2 separate regions of the Muntiacus reevesi genome follow, and region 2 is linked to region 1. A link is a contact called in public Hi-C data. All regions are on one chromosome and are shown on one strand. The core of a region is the stretch at or near the end of the contact, and the rest is flanking DNA. Distances in the headings are between cores, read along the strand shown. Region 1 holds the start of LTA4H (leukotriene A4 hydrolase). Region 2 holds the start of CDK17 (cyclin dependent kinase 17).

The links. Hi-C and Micro-C count contacts between places; a contact is called where the count stands out from the background.
Region 2: a Hi-C map of muscle shows a contact between it and region 1, with 3 times the contacts expected there. The contact joins the promoter of CDK17 here to the promoter of LTA4H in region 1. A contact is called at or near these places in 2 of 3 Hi-C or Micro-C datasets (blood and muscle).

Annotation. Positions count from the first base shown.
Region 1 is chr1:6,660,286-6,662,985 of mMunRee1.1, forward strand. It overlaps LTA4H (leukotriene A4 hydrolase), which reads right to left and starts at 1,337. Exons shown (of 19, transcript XM_065920930.1): 1 at 1,117-1,337. The coding sequence starts at 1,275. TRNAD-GUC (transfer RNA aspartic acid (anticodon GUC)) reads left to right here and starts at 1,761; the gene lies at 1,761-1,832.
Region 2 is chr1:6,970,639-6,973,338 of mMunRee1.1, forward strand. It overlaps CDK17 (cyclin dependent kinase 17), which reads right to left and starts at 1,292. Exons shown (of 17, transcript XM_065937177.1): 1 at 732-1,292.

The DNA of each region.
Region 1 (2,700 bases), core at 87-2,586:
GCAAGCTTACAACATACCTTCTCTGTTGCTTATTGCTGGGCTGTAGTAGCTAATACCACACTATGCAATATATGTGGCTAGTTTTCTTGTTCCTTTTATTTGTAAAAATCCTTATCTTGGAAATTCAAATACTATCAGACAGCTTGAGTAAGAACACTGAAAATAGGCTATGTTGTACAGATAAAATAATAACATTCCACAAAGCTAAACACGTTTTTCATCATTCTGGTGGCTAGAGAGCTTGGAGAAGTCCTTATTTTCTAAGAAAGTGCAATATTATTTGCTGCTGGGGACCAACTATTAATCAATTGTATTGAGACATCCTTAGAAAGCTTGAATGTCCCCCCCTCCTTAAATTTTTCTCAGAGAAGGGTGATAAGAAGCAAAGGTAGGAAGAACCACGAATCCGGAGGCAGCTGCACCTGGAGTTATAAAGCGGAGGCTGAAAATGTTACAGCAGGGCTCGGGGTTCTGAGGGGTTTGAGAACTGGCAGGGAGATGGTGGTCGGTCACATCCCGTAGACCCGCAGGTTGAAGTAAAGGGGCCTGGGAGCGAGAGGTGGGGCTGAGAACCCGCAGGACAGAGGGCCTGGGACTTAGCTCACAGTGTGGACTGAGCAAAGTGTGCGGGGACTGGAAGAATTCTGGGGCCTGAGGAGGGAGTTCTGGGCGGCAGGCCGAGGAAATGGGGCGACCGCTTTAGCGCTGGGAGCTAGGATTAGCGGGGAAAGCAGAATTCCTGCTAAGATGAAACAAGCGCTGGGTGAGGAGCGGGGCGTGGAATGGGCACCAGGATGTGTCCAGGAACTGCGAAGGAGGCTTTGGGGAAAGGAGTGGAGGAGAAGGCAGGTACACATAGTGGGTAAGGAAGGAATGCAGAGACTCCAGTTGGGTTGGGAGGCATCGATATGGGATGCGTGGGGGGCTGAAGACCGGGGCCCTGAGAAATGAGCGGAGGCTGAAGAGGAGCTGCAGAACAGGGCTGTGGGCTGCGGAGGAGCACCTACGGATGCGCGACGCACGCGGGGCCGCACCGGGAAGGGGCCGAAGCGGGGTGAGAGGCGGAGGACGGGTGGCCAGGGAGAGGCGGGCGCCCGGGAGCAGGTCCCACCGTACCAGGCTGCGCAGATTGTCCTCCTGGGACTGCACGGTGAGCGCGGCGGTCCCGGTCAGTACCCGGCGAGCAAAGTCGATGCTGCAACGCAGGTGCAGGTGCTTGGTCTGGCAGACGGACGCCGGGGAGGCCAAGGAGCACGTATCCACTACCTCGGGCATGGCTGTGAGGAGTCCCGATGCACACGGTCTGCACCCCGGCTCTCAGCAACCAGACTACTCCGCTGAGCACGAGAGAAAGGGGGTGTGAGGTAAAGAGAGGAGGAGGAGTTCGCGGCGTCCGCTGGGAAAGGAAGTTCTTTGAAGTCAGCAAAGAGTACGGTGAGGCATTGATGGAACTACAAGTCCCATAGTGCAGTGCGACAAGGCGTGCGCTTTGCTCTCTGGGAGTGTGTGTGTGCCGAGGGGTGTAGAAGTGGATCGATATTGCTCCCAAAGTGAGAGTGGGGGGAAAGGAGGGGAATGGAAGTTAGAGGAAGGGTAAGCAGATGGAAATAAGTGGACGCTTTTATTTTAGTTCCATTCAACTTCGATGAAAGTTGCAATAGCAGTGGAAGAAATGTCAGGCCTATTGATGATTGTGGGGTGTGAGAGGGGCGGGGTCAGAAGAGATAAGAGAACTGTCAGAAGACTTTTGCTCATGCAATTCCTCGTTAGTATAGTGGTGAGTATCCCCGCCTGTCACGCGGGAGACCGGGGTTCGATTCCCCGACGGGGAGGCAATGGGGTTTTTTTTTTTCCCTGCAGGGTTCATGCAAGCATTTCAAAAGCTACTGTGAAAGAGTCAACATCAAGGTTTATATTTTAAAACCGTTTTGTGTCTGTTTTCCATGCTGGCAACCCAGTATGTACATTTTCAGGCCCTAGAGATCAAAACGAAAATAAACCACATTCTCATCTTAGAAACTTAGAACGATTACCTCAGTAAACTGTAACGAGAATTCTATTGTAAGAGTGTGCAGTGGGCGCAAGGGGGATGCAGAACTGGGGCATACTGGACGTGAGGAGAGGTTGAAGGATGACTTGCCTGAAAAATGGAACCTCAGAGTTGAAACTGGCAAAACTGGAGAAGAATGTGTCTCAACGGACTTTAAACAGCTGGACCTTTAATCTTGAATGCATGAATGGAGTACTCATAGAAAAAGTTTAAGCAAGGGAATTACATGGTCAGACTCACGTTATTAAAGGAACACTGGTAGCATTCAGAGAATGACTGTGTGTGTTAGTATCCTATCTGACTCTTTATGGCCCCATGGACTGTAGCCTTCAGGCTCCTCTGTCCATGGGATTCTCCAGGTAAGAATACTGGAGTGTGTTGCCCTGCCCTTCGACAGGGGATTTTCCCTACCCGGGGATTGAACCTGAACCTCATGCATTTCAGGTAGAGTCTTTACAGGGCCGCCAGGGAAACCCCAGAAAATGGGTATGAAGTACCAAAACCAGAGTCAGGAGATTTGGAAACCGCCAGACTTCCCTGGTGGCTCAGATGGTAAAAGAATCTACCCGCAATGCGGAAGACGTGGGTTCAATCCCTGAGTTGGGAAGATCCCCTGGAGAAAGGCGTGGCAACCCACTCCAGTATTCTTG
Region 2 (2,700 bases), core at 42-2,541, 310 kb after region 1:
CTGAGAAAAGCAACTGCGACGCAGACGACAGTACTTGGCAGCCCCTTCATCTCCCCCTCCCCATCGGTTACTGGGGTTTCCCACCTTCCCTCCACCTCTGCTCTGACCAACACTCAGGGGTGTGACCCGCCAGCGGGAGGCTGCCCCGATCTTTGTCTCGGCCGGCTCCCCACGCGAGGGCTCCTCCTCCTCCCGCTCCCCACCCGCGCACACCCCCGGCGTCTCCAAGGAGCTGGAAACGCGGCGGCCGCCGCCTCTTCGCCCACCTCCCGCGGACCCGCGCCCCTTCCTTCCCCTCGGAGCTGCGCCGCCCGCTCCCGCAGCTCCACCCCCGCCGAGGGGACCTTTGTGTCTCGGGAGACTTTCTGCCTCTTCCCCTCCTCGGCCTCGCGGGGAGACCGGCCTGCCCCCGGAGACCAAGACGGCAGCAAATACGGGCGCGGCGGCGGCTGAAGGCGCCTCCCGCGAAGGAGCCGGAACGTCAGACACCCACCCCCACCCCACGCCCGGGGAAGTGCCCGGGGTCCGCGCTGGACCCCAGGGGCGACAGGCACCAGGGAGCCCCCTGCGCCGCGCCGCCCTCTCTCAACTTCCGACCTGGCCCGAGCCTCCCGCGCCCCTACCCAGCCGCCCGCCCCGGCCCCCAGTCCCGGGCACCCTGCGGCCCCGCTCCGCCCGGGGTCGGCGCGGCAGGAGGGAAAGCCCCGCGCCGCCGCCGGCCGCCAACTCACCAGCAAGTGCGGGGGCCGCGTCCCGAGAGCAGGCGAGGCGAGGGAGGCGCAGAGGCAAAGCGGCTCCGCCGACGCCCGCGGCGACCGGATGCAGGTCCGGGTCCCAGCCTCTGGCCGACCGAGGCGCCTCCGCCGCGCAGGCCTCCGCCGCCGCAGCCGCGTTCCAGCTCTCGCCGAAGATTCCGAGCCTCCGGCAGGGGCCGCGGGTCCCTCACGCGTTGCCAAGCCCCCCGGACAACATGGCTCCCGGGCCGCCGAGTCGCGCGGGCGGCCCACTAATCCCCTTGGAGGAGCCGGGGTGGGAGCGGGGCGGGCAGGGAGGCGCCGACGCCCGGCTGAAGCGGCCGGGCCGGACACGGGCTCCTTCTCTGGGGCCGCGGACGGTGCCGAGCCGACGAGACGCTCGCCGCTGCGTGTGCGTCGCTTTCTCACTCGGCGGCTGCGGATTGACGCCTCCGCCTGTTTCCCCGGGGAGAGAGAGCGCAAGAGAAAAAAGACTTTTATTGAAACGCTCCAACCAGCAGCGGCAGAGAAAGGCGACCGGCTGCCGGAGCTTCCCCCACCCCCTCTCGAGCCGCTCGCCGCGGGCAGCGCGACCCCTGCCGGTGGCCGCGGCGGGGGCGGGGCCTGGAAGGCGGGGCGGGGTATCCCCGGGAAACCCCCACCCCGAGGTGGGGGCCCCGCGCCGCGAGGGCCCCGCTCCTGGGGTGGCGAGAGGGCGGCGGGAGAGGTGATGAGACCCCACGGGGGCGAAGTTAGGCAGTGCCTGTCCACGGCGACCAGGAGAGGAAATCTGACTGGCTCAGCCCTTCAACTTTCAACATCCCCCCACCAGCACAAAAACTGTGGCTTCAATTATCCAAGTAATTATGTAATTTAGATACCATTGCCACAGTTCTCTACCCGTTCTCTAGAAAGCTGATGTCAAAGGACCCACACTTGAGCTTGATTGCTGCAGCTTTTCTCCTTTATTGTGGGAGGCTGGGTGGATACGAGAGCAGCAGTCACACACACACAGCCTTTATTCAGTTAAACTACAATCTCCTTTATATTATGTTTTTGACAATACAGTAGGTCCTTAAAGGACTAAGAGTCTCACTGGCATGAAAGATACGCCATAAGCAATTATAATAAAAACCCGAGCTTTCTGAGAAGGGAAATAGAAGGTGCTGTGAGGACAGAAAGGAACTTCTGTTGCTGAGCTGGTTAGGTTTTGTTTTCTTGGAGGAGGGGGGCCGGAGAGAGGTTGGCCCAGTTTCTGTAAACGTTTTTACTTTCTTCTCTCCCAGAGGCTAAAAGCTAGTTCAGGAATGAAGAGCAGAGTGAAAGTGAAGACAAACTGAAGTCATACTGACCCACTTTTTTCCTTTAAAAACGATAAAAGCATAAAGTAAACACAAAAACATAACCCCCTAGAGGGAGATCATGAGAGGACTGAAAAGAGAATGGAAACCGGATGTAGACAACCTAAACAAGAAAAAAAAAAACCTTTAAAACCACATAAAAGGCCCGGTGAAGTGAGATATATATTTTTCCATTGTAATGCCCAGAAATAGGCTTACTAAAATTTTAATGTAATTTCAAATCACATTATGTCCTAAGGACTTCTGACAATTATCTCCTTGGATTCCTGGGTGAATCTTTTCTCCCTAAAAATAATGTCTGCCGATTTCTCTTATTTTGTTGGACCAAACTGAACATATCTACTGTAATATTCAACAATCATATATTTCGATCTAGCCACTCCCATACATCTAAAATTACCGGAATCCATAAGTTAGCAGCATTTATGCTCTACACGTATTTAACACTTGCTTATCATAACAAGAAGATAAGTATATAACAAGCTGTCCTTTAGAACAAGTGGGCTTAAAAAAACAAAACTGTAATTGACGCTTTTTAAATTTGTCCAAGTCAAAGAACTTTGTGACATGGCAAGAAATAGCATGATTCAGAGATCTTTTAAGGT